Regions from separate parts of the Sus scrofa genome. Here regions 1 and 2 are each linked to region 3. Evidence: chromatin contacts called from public HiChIP or PLAC-seq data. All regions are on one chromosome and are shown on one strand. Each heading gives the region's core, a stretch centred on a gene start, on an enhancer-like site or on the middle of the called end of the contact. The rest is flanking DNA. Distances are from core to core; before and after follow the strand shown. Region 1 has its middle 25 kb from the start of SCGB1A1. Region 2 has its middle 47 kb from the start of SCGB1A1. Region 3 holds the start of AHNAK (neuroblast differentiation-associated protein AHNAK).

Region 1 (3,142 bases), core at 3-2,502, 90 kb before region 3:
TATTTATTTTGTCCCTTAGGGCCACACCCATGACATATGGAGGTTCCTAGGTTAGGGGTTGAATCGGAGCTGCAACTGCCGGCCTCCACCACAGCTGTCACAACGTGGGATCTGCCACCTACACCACAGCTCAGGGCAACCCCAGATTCTTAACCCACTGGGCGACACCAGGGATCGAACCGGCATTCTCATGGATACTCGTTGGATGGTGGCCCTTGAATGGCTCAAGCAGGGGGCCCTGCTCTGGCCCCGTCACATCTTGAGGACAGCTGACACCAGCCATAGACCTTTTCAGGGCTGTGTGGCCCCTGGCTCCTCTTATTCCCACCTGCCATTCTCAGAGCCTCTTTCTCAGTAGACTTGACCATGGTAGTCAGAGTGCCCTCTGGCCAACTCTGCCCCTCTACACATGTGGGTCACTCCTTTGAGATTCTCTCTGCTTTCTGGTGATGAAAGAGACATCCAGCAAGGGTGATAAATACGAAAATCCACAAATAAGAGGCCAAGTATGACGGCAGGGAGGAATGAGGAAACCGCACCCATTCTCTGGACATGAGCCTGGGCTGTCTGCCCCCAGCTGGCCTCGTGAGGCACCAGCCCGGGAAATGTCAGCCCCGGGGTCCTGGGCCGAGGATCCCTCCCTGGTGCTGGTCTGTGAGCTGGACAATGTGCTCAGGGACCCCGCACCCTCCCCGTCCTGCTGGAGTCACAGCAGCATGGGGCAGCCTTGTGACTCCAGAATCGAGAGCTCACAGGGGGGTCCCGTGGGTCCTACAGCCCCCTCTGCTCGCCCAGCCTCTGATGGTACAGGAACCACTGTTCTTCAATGGCAAATAGGAAAAGTTATATGTATGTATGTATGTATGTATTTCGGCTAGGGATCCAATTGGAGCTACAGCTGCCAGCCTACCCCAGAGCCACAGCCACGAGGGCTCCAAGCCTCCTCTGCAACCTACACGGCAGCTCATGGCAACACCCGATCCTTAACCCACTGATCGAGGCCAGGGATCAACCTCGCATCCTCATGGGTACTAATCAAGTTCGTTTCCACTGAGCCACAATGGGAACTCAGGAATGCTTTAAAAGAATACTCATAAATAGGACTGGGGGAACCCACTCAAAGCCCCAGGGATATAAGAACAATCCAAAGGCTGGGATTTGCACGAGTCATCACGTCCCACAGTCCCCAGAGATTCTCGAAAGACGGGACTCAAATGCCATCTGCCTTCAAGAGGCGGGAGGGCCATTGCATCCTCCTGGGCGCTGCCTCCCCGGAGCTGGGCGGGTGCCAGGCCAAGGAAGCCTAAGCCTCTCGGGTCATTGTTCTGCCTCAGAAGAGGATCTCGAAAGCAGAAGGAAATTAGAAACAACCACACAATGAATACCAGATTCTCTTTTCTCCCTGCTCCGCCTGCCAGGAGATGAAGCAGGGCTGGCTGACAGCACGCCCCACCCAGCAGCTGCTCACCCTCCAGGACCAGCTCTCCAGCCACATGGGAAGGGCTGGTCCCCAGGCCTCTCTATTCTCTGTTGATGTTTGCAGTCTCTATTTTCCTTCTCTAGCTGGGTGCTACCTTCCCACAAGGCACAACAGGGATGAGTTACAGGCACTCTGTGTTTGTTGATTGAGTAACCGATTCCCTCTGGGCAATCCCCTAAAACACGTCACAGGTTTAAACTCATAGACTCTCCACAGCATCCCATGAGGGATAAAGTGGGGTCCAGGTGACCCAGCTGGATGAGCAGGACTCAGCCAGTTGGTGGGGTAGCTTTATCATTTTTTTTCTTTTTCTTTTTTTCTTTTTTTTAGGGCTGCACCCACAGCATATGGAGGTTCCCAGGCTAGGGCTCGAATCGGAGCTACAGCTGCTGGCCTATGTCACAGCCACAGCAACGCCAGATCCAAGCCACATCTGTGACCTATGCCACAGCTCACGGCAATGCCGGATCCTTAACCCACTGAGCAAGGCCAGGGATCGAACTTTCATCCCCATGGATGTTGGTCAGATTCATTAACCACTGAGCCATGACAGGAACTCCATTATTATTTTTTTTTTTCTTTTCTTTTTAGGACTGCACCTGCGGCATATGGAAGTTCTCAGGCTAGGTGTTGAATCGGGACTGCAGCTACTGGCCTGCACCACAGCCAGAGCAACGCCGAATCTGAGCCATCTCTACAACTTACACTGAAGCTTGTGGCAACATCCTAGATCCTTAACCCACTGAACAAGGCCAAAGATGGAACCCACGTCCTCATGGATACTATTTGAGTTCTTAACCCGCTGAGCCATAACAGGAACTCATCCAGTTGGGGCAAATGATCCCCACTTCTTACCAACATCCTCCACCCCAGTGATTCTGAGATGGGCGTGGAGCTCAAAGTCCTACCCCACATGCCAGATACCGAGGGTGACCACAGAGTAGACTCAGACGTGTCCCCTTCAGAACCCAAGAGGCAACACATGATGTGGCTGGATGGTAAGGAGTCTTGGAAGAGGAGACACACAGAGCTAGTGTCAGTCTTACCAACTCAGCATCTCAACATTCCTGCCAAGAACTTTTCCTTACAAATGCATTTTTTTTTTTTCCTGTTGGGGCTATTATTCATTGTAACATAATGTTGTGTTTTATGCCTCCTACATAAGCAGACATGAGCCTCCAGTGTTGTGGAATATTGAGCTGATGTATCTAGTCAAACTTCTGTTTGCTTTTTTGCTGCAGCCATAGCTACGATTTGAATAAATAGAGGAGAAAGATTTGGCTCCCAATCCTCTAGGCTGGGCGTTGTGCCATCCTTCCCCAAAACAAAGGGGAAAGATGCCAGATGTGACGGACCAGAGCAAATGGGGAAGAAAAATGCCATCCTCTTCCAGGGGCTACTGAGAAGGGTCAAAACTCCCAGGAGAGGGGTGGTAAGGGGGTAAGAAGACATTTCCTTAATCCCTGTACGCAGCCAGACCATTTTATAACTGTGGGCAGCGGACCCCCTGAAGATGAGGTCACAGGCTTGGAAGGTGTCCGCCAAACCCAGCTTATAAGTGCTGGACCTTGACCTGGATCCCAAGTCCTCTCTGCCCAGCTCAGGGCTCTCCCACTCCACCCGGCTGACCACCAGCTGCAGGATCTGGCAGCTCCGCGCTGT
Region 2 (3,110 bases), core at 175-2,674, 68 kb before region 3:
GGTGGAGCCGAGCCTGGGGCCAGGCAGCCAATAGGAGGCAGGGAAGAGGGGGGCGAAGCGGGAGGAGTGGGGGCCGGAGAGCGAGATGCCTGCGCAGGTGCAGAACATGCGCCTTCGCTCCATCCTCCGTGGCAGTTCAGAGAAAGAGCATCTGGGAAGACAAGAGGAGCCCAGAAAAGAAAGAAGCGCATGAATAAAGAGAGATGAGATGTCAGGAAAAGGTCGAGAGAGGCCCGTGTGGCCGTGTTCCTTGGGGAGGGGGCGTCCTTGCCGCCTTGCCTCTCCCACGCCCGCAAGGGCTCTGGACAGCTCCCGGGGGTCCGGCGTCTGCCTGCTCAAGAGTCAGGATGCACAATCTCCTGGTTGAGGCCCAGGGCTGGCTCCGTGTTAACCACTTCTCCAGCGTCCACGGGCCCCTCTCCCGCATCTTCCAACCCTGTGCCTTGCTCTGCCTTCCCACGCCATCTACACCACTCATCTCTAGAGCTGGAGTGGATCTGGTGCCTGCTTCTTCTGTGGGTGCCTCCCCTGGGCTTGCCCGATGAGGCACTCGCCCAGCCCCTGTGGGTCCCACACACCCTTCCCTACCCCAAGCCCCTTCCCCACTCCGGTCTTCCCTGGTCGCCTCCTCCCCCTGGCCTGTGACCCACAGCTCATGGATCCTCCCGAACTGAGCAGTCCACACAATTGTCCCTCCCATCTTCCTGCCCTGAGTTCTTAGGTCTTGGTCAACACCTGCCAGAAACCAGCCAGTGCTGCCCCAGTGTCCCTCTGTCGCCATACCAACCCCCTTCCTACCTCTCAGCCCACACGCCCTGACTCATCCCAGCCCTCCATCCATATAAATCAGCCAGCAAAGCCTGTGCCAGGACAGCGGTTCCCCTCACCCCCCAGCCTCTGCCAGAATTCCTCGGAGAGGTCCAGACCTCTACGTGAAGATTGCCAGGGGCCCTTGTTTAAAATACTGTGACAGTGACACAAGCCAGACCCTCAAGGACGCACACTACATGATTTCACTTACGGAGGTCTGGGCGTAGTCAAATTCAGAGACAGAAGTAGGGTGGTGGTCACCAGGGGCTGGGGGGGGGAGGGGACACTGTTGTTTAATGGGACAGAGTTCAGTTTGCAAAGATGAGAAAAATATTCTGGAGTTGGCGGCGATGGCTGCCCAACAATGCGGAGGTACTAATGCCACCGAGCTGGGCACGTCCATGGTTAAAATGGTACATTTTCAATTCCGTATATTTTAGAACAATGAAAAATACAAGGCTATGACAAAATCAGAATCTCAGGAGTGGGGCAAGGAAACCCAGGTTTTTTTAACCAGCTCCCCAGGGATTCGACACACCCGCAGCCTGAGAGCCAGGAATAGCTATGGCCTCTTAGCTGTGTAACCTCGGACAAGTCACAGAACATACTGAGCCCAAATTCCCTTGGCTGGAAGTGGACACGAGACCTCCCTCGCCTGCTCTTGGGCGGGTGACATGAGATAAGGAATATAAAGTGCCAGGCATGTGGGAGCTGCTCAGCAAAAGTGAGTTTGACATTCAGTGGGTTCACAAACGTCATGGAGCAGGCTGGGTGGCAAGCCAAGGCCACAGTGTCCCGTGGCTGTCCTTGCTCTTGCACACAGACCCCCACCCACCCCCAGGCCTCCAAAGAGTTACCTGCCAGAAGCACCACCTGGCAATTCCTAAGGAGGTTCCTGACTTCCCTCTGCCAGGCAGGTCCGGTCAGCACACACATTCCATGCCTCTCGGCAAGAGCCCAGGGGCTGGAGCGGTGGGGCTGGCCCCAGACCACGTCACACTGGCCTGCCTGCCCAGCCAGTGCTGCCCCCAGCCTCGGGGAGGGGCAGGGAAACATCTGAGCACTTCAAAAGGGATCTCAGCCCAGCCCAGGGTCAAGGCTTTCCTGAGAGGGTGAAGGCTGACCAAATGCTGAGAGCTCATTGACTTAGAGGGTGGCCAGGGCGTTCCTGGCCAAAGGAGTTGACATGTGCAAAGGCCCAGGGGCCACTGATCTGTTTGAGAAGGAGCAGAGGCCAGGTGGTGAGGCTGGGAAATACGGACCAGGGCAACGGGAATCCTGGTACACTCAGAGGCTTCTGGATCCCAACGGCCCTCAGGAATCAACAGCCCCGGTGGGAACTAGCTTGGAATCCGTTTCAGCTGCCTTAGCTCTGGGGAACCACTCCCTAAGGAGACAGTGTTATCTTAAAAGCTTTTGGCCTCCTTATCTCTTCACCCACTATCCCCTGTGGTTTCTTGGGACGGCCTGTGCCTCCCACAGACTCGGCCAGGCAGGTCTGGTCAGCACACGCATTCCTTTCCTCTCAGCCAGAGCCCAGGGGCCGGGAGGGGTGAGGCTGCCCCCACCAGGCCTCCTCATGCCAAAAGTGGACCCCTCAGGCCCTGCCCACGCTCTCTCCCCAGCCCCCCACCATGGACCCAGGACACTTGGTGCAGCTCTCACACGGGCCATTTCAACCACTTTCTAGACCTCAAGAGAACCCTCATAGAAAACTCTCTGGAGTTCCTGTCATGGCTCCATGGAAACGAACCCAACTAGTCTCACAAGGACTCAGGTTCAATCCCTGGCCTCGCTTAATGGGTTAAGGATCCAGGCATTGCCTCGAGCTGTGTGGTGTAGGTCGCAGACGTGGCTTGGATCCAAGTTGCAGTGCCTGTGGTGTAGACCAGTGGCTGAAGCTGCGATTCAACCCTAGCCTGGGAACCCCCATATGACACAGGTGCAACCCTAAAAAGCAAAAAAAGTGCCTCTTCTTTTCTTTTTTCCTTCTCTTTGAACTTCTCCCAAATTGACCACCCCCAGCCATGTTCAGAGAAGAGGAACGTCTACACCCGCCCTAAAACCGTTTTAATACCTCCCAGACCTTTCGGGATAAAAGTGTTTCACAAATGATGACAGTTAAGATTACAAAGTGCGTCTCCTGCAGCCTTACCCTAATGAGAAAGTTGCACATTTTTAATATCTTCATTTTTTTTTTTAAGAGATCCATTTACTTGCATAGTCTGGGGCCTGTGAAGTGGTAAATATGCTAAGAAATTACCTAAACAGTCTCGTCAGGCCAACATGTTTGTCTCGGG
Region 3 (3,256 bases), core at 404-2,903:
CTGCCCATCATGGACGAGCCTATTACCTGTTAACCTGGCGCCCAGAGTCTGCACCTCCCGCCGCCGTGAGCACCTGCCTAGCTCCTCCCTGGCACCTGGCTGCTGGGGATACACAGCAGTCAGTTCTGGGCGGCAGGTTCCGCAGTAACTGGGCTTCCAGTTCTACTCCACAACTTCCCAGCTACATGCTCTCGGCAAATGACATTGCTCCAAACCACACCTCCTACCAGGAGGAAGTTTTTCCAGCCTCATCCACCCGCGGCCCCTCACCCTCACGCTGGACTTTTTGGCACCTCGACCTCCAGGGCAGCTCCCTACCCCCACCCCAGCCGGCGGCGGATTTCTGGGCTCCGCCCTGCCGCCTGTCCCCACCTCTGTCCCCTGGCCCCTCCCACTCCTAGTCCCAGAGCTCCAAGTTCATGCTTCCTGCGGGGAGAGAAATCCCTTTTTCGTTCCCTAAGAGGGACTCCCCTCTCTTTGTGGCAGGAACTGGGGACAGCTTACATTCCCCAGCAGGAAGTCTCCACGCCTGATCACCGCGCCAGAAAAGAATGGGCTTTGACCCACAACACCAGGGATTAAGACCCCAGCTCGGAGGGGGTTGTCTTCCTGCGGGGGCGGGAGGAGCCGGGGCGAGGAGAGCGGCGAAGTCTCACCCTGGGGGGTGGATCAGTTTGGGAGCCGCCCTCCGCCCAGGCGGAGGCCAAGCTCTCCGCCCAGTGGCGGGGCTTCGCTAGTGCAGGGGCTGGGGCCCGGCCACTCGGCCCAGCTGCCAAAGAGCCGCCCCCAGCCCGGCCAGGACGCAAAGCCAGGCGCTTCCCCTTCCCCTAGAACCTCCGCTCCGGCCCCCGGGGACCGAGCAGGATGCCCCTCCCTGACCGGCCGTGTGCAGCGCCTCGCTCGGACTCCATCGGCCAGGGCCTCATCCCAGGGCTGTGCTCACCCTCTCTCTGGGGCTTCCGGACACAAACCCCGGGACCCCCGAACCCCTCTGGGCCGGAGAAACTTACTTTAGTCCTTACCTACAACCCCTGCAGCCCCAAGAAACCTCCACCACCAGGGCGGAGTGCCATTGCTGTCCTCTGCCCCGTGAGCCCCAGAGGCAAGCAGAGGTGACACATCCAGGACCACCACGCACAGCCGGAGACACCCCCCTCATAGGTAATAACACGTATCTCGCTGCTATGACACAAGTGGTTACAGGGACTTGACACCACGGTGAAAGAGCAACCCCAGACCCAAGCCCAGCCCAGCTGTCCCCCTGATGAAGAAGAGGGGCTCCATCAAAACACACACTCCTGCTGAGCCCGCTGTGGCCCACCCACGGGGCCCCCACACCTCCGCAGGCTTGCCCAGGGCTGGAGGAAACTGCGCATGCTCAGGAAGGCCTGGGAACCCAGTGGGATGGTTGCAGCTCAGGGAAATGCCAGCTGCCCTCCCTGGGCGTCTGGATGAAGCCCATGGGGGACCAAAGGAAGAGCAGAAGGCCCTACATACCCACCCACCAAAAGGTCCCATTCTAACCTCTCTCCAGGGCATGCGCAAACGGTCAGCCTTGCTCCAGGGAGAGAAGCTGGGGGCTTCTGGGAGTGGGGGGTGGGGGACACAGAGCCAGCAGGGGAGAGTTCCCAGCAGGGCAGGAGTCCGACTAGCTCTCCCAGTCTGTCTGCCTGTCCCCAGGCGGTTCCCAAGTTCCCAGGAAGGTGGTGACCACACCCCAGAGCCCCACCCACCCCCACCACCCCCACAGCTTTGCCCCAACCCCTCAAACCAGCTCCTCAGGCTCTGAGTGGCGTGCTCTGCCAGGGCCAGCCAGCCAATTGCAAATGAGCTAAGGAATCCAGCCCGGCAGTGCCCGGGCACCTCCACCCACGGCCCCCTGGGACTAAGGTGACCCCAGGGACCCCCAGCCTATTCCCTGCCTTTGACCGATGCTGGCCTTCTCCCTCCACAGGTCTCCCACAGATCGCTCTCTTGTGTCCCACTTAGATCCCTGGACCTGGAGCCTCGCCCTCCTGAAGCAAACCCTCGGCTCTGCGGGGTTAGCTCTTCAAAAGGTAACCCGGGCCAGGACCCCAGAGTAGCACTAAGCCCCACGGGACTTTGGTGGCTCCCCGTGTGTCCCGGTTCTCTGAACAATGTCCCAGCAGATAACCTTTAAGGACAGGGCTTTGGGGAGGGGCTCAGACACCCTCCAGTCCTCGCTAGCGATATTCCAGAACCCTCGTCCTCTGCTAGTCCAGCTCTCACGGTCCCAGGTCCTCTCCCCAGTCCCCCTCATCGCACAGCTAGGAACAAGGCAGTACCCCTAAGGCTGGGACTCCCTTCTACTTCCCACTCCACACGCAAGCCAAGTTCTGGCCCAGCCCAGCATCCCTGGGGGCCAGGGACTAGGAAGCTTCCCCATTCAGCTTCGAAAAGGAAGTGAGTGCCACACCCTGCCCCTGGGATCACCCTTATGGGGGGCAGGAGAATGAAAGCAGAATTGACTCCCCAGGAGTTCCCTTGTAGTGCAGCAGGTTAAGGATCTGGCCTTGTCACTGCAGCGACCTGGGTTCGATCCCTGGCCCAGGACCTTCCGCATGCCCATGCCGCAGGGACAGCCAACAAAAAAGAAGCTACTCCCCTAATTTAGACCCAGCACAGGCAAGGAGGCCCTAAAAGGCCTTCCAAGGCATCTTCAGCCTCCCTCCTTCCCTCCTCCCCACTCCCTTGACTTCACCTGTAGCCACAGGCCACCACCCCCCAGCCCCTGCACCCCAGGCATCACTGTGTCCCACAAAAATCAACCCAGTTCCTATCACTTGTTAGGCTGCACCCAGAAGAGCACGGGATCCTACAGTCAGGGGCTGGAGTCTAGTAGAGAAAACTTTCAAAACCAGTTATTGCTGGGGTGGGGTGGGGGGTGGATTATTGGGAGCCCAGCGCTATGCTGGGGACGCAGAGGTAACTAGCTGGATCCCTTTTTCTCTGGAAAGTCCAAGTCATTCTCGAAGGAGCACATTGCCATGGGAGGATCCCACCCTGCCTTTCCACAAACCCACTCTACGGAGCAGGGCACTCAGCAGCAGGCTCCCTGGAGGGACCTCGCCACCTCCACCCCGGCAGCCACGCCCTGCGAAAGGCGCGAGCACGCACAAGGCACACAATTCTCGGTGACCGTAATGCGCAGAGGCGCCGAAGCCGTCCCCACGTGGTGCCTGGAGCCCAGCGAGTGCCCTGAGATGCCCACTCCGCGCTCCTCCCACGCAAGGGG

What was found. HiChIP or PLAC-seq counts read pairs in DNA pulled down with a chosen protein or histone mark.
Region 1: a contact with region 3 is called in an H3K27ac HiChIP or PLAC-seq map of skeletal muscle. The contact joins the enhancer-like site here to the promoter of AHNAK in region 3. A contact is called at or near these places in 2 of 5 promoter capture datasets (fetal liver and skeletal muscle), 11 of 47 Hi-C or Micro-C datasets (adipose tissue, alveolar macrophages, embryonic fibroblasts and 7 more) and 2 of 2 datasets of contacts at active chromatin or transcription factors (alveolar macrophages and skeletal muscle).
Region 2: a contact with region 3 is called in an H3K27ac HiChIP or PLAC-seq map of skeletal muscle. The contact joins the enhancer-like site here to the promoter of AHNAK in region 3. A contact is called at or near these places in 1 of 5 promoter capture datasets (fetal liver), 3 of 47 Hi-C or Micro-C datasets (embryonic fibroblasts, heart right ventricle and liver) and 2 of 2 datasets of contacts at active chromatin or transcription factors (alveolar macrophages and skeletal muscle).

Annotation. Positions count from the first base shown.
Region 1 is chr2:9,275,516-9,278,657 of Sscrofa11.1, reverse strand. No RefSeq gene overlaps it. Among named protein-coding and RNA genes, the nearest start is that of SCGB1A1, 25 kb to the left of the region's middle. Within about 2 kb of position 1,252, at least 36 of the 83 cell types and tissues checked have an H3K27ac peak or open chromatin away from gene starts, as enhancers often do. A contact at or near this core is called in adipose tissue, alveolar macrophages, fetal skeletal muscle and 4 more, where this site is marked.
Region 2 is chr2:9,253,720-9,256,829 of Sscrofa11.1, reverse strand. No RefSeq gene overlaps it. Among named protein-coding and RNA genes, the nearest start is that of SCGB1A1, 47 kb to the left of the region's middle. Within about 2 kb of position 1,424, at least 21 of the 83 cell types and tissues checked have an H3K27ac peak or open chromatin away from gene starts, as enhancers often do. A contact at or near this core is called in skeletal muscle, where this site is marked.
Region 3 is chr2:9,185,381-9,188,636 of Sscrofa11.1, reverse strand. AHNAK (neuroblast differentiation-associated protein AHNAK) reads right to left here and starts at 1,653. Exons shown (of 10, transcript XM_013994215.2): 1 at 1,525-1,653.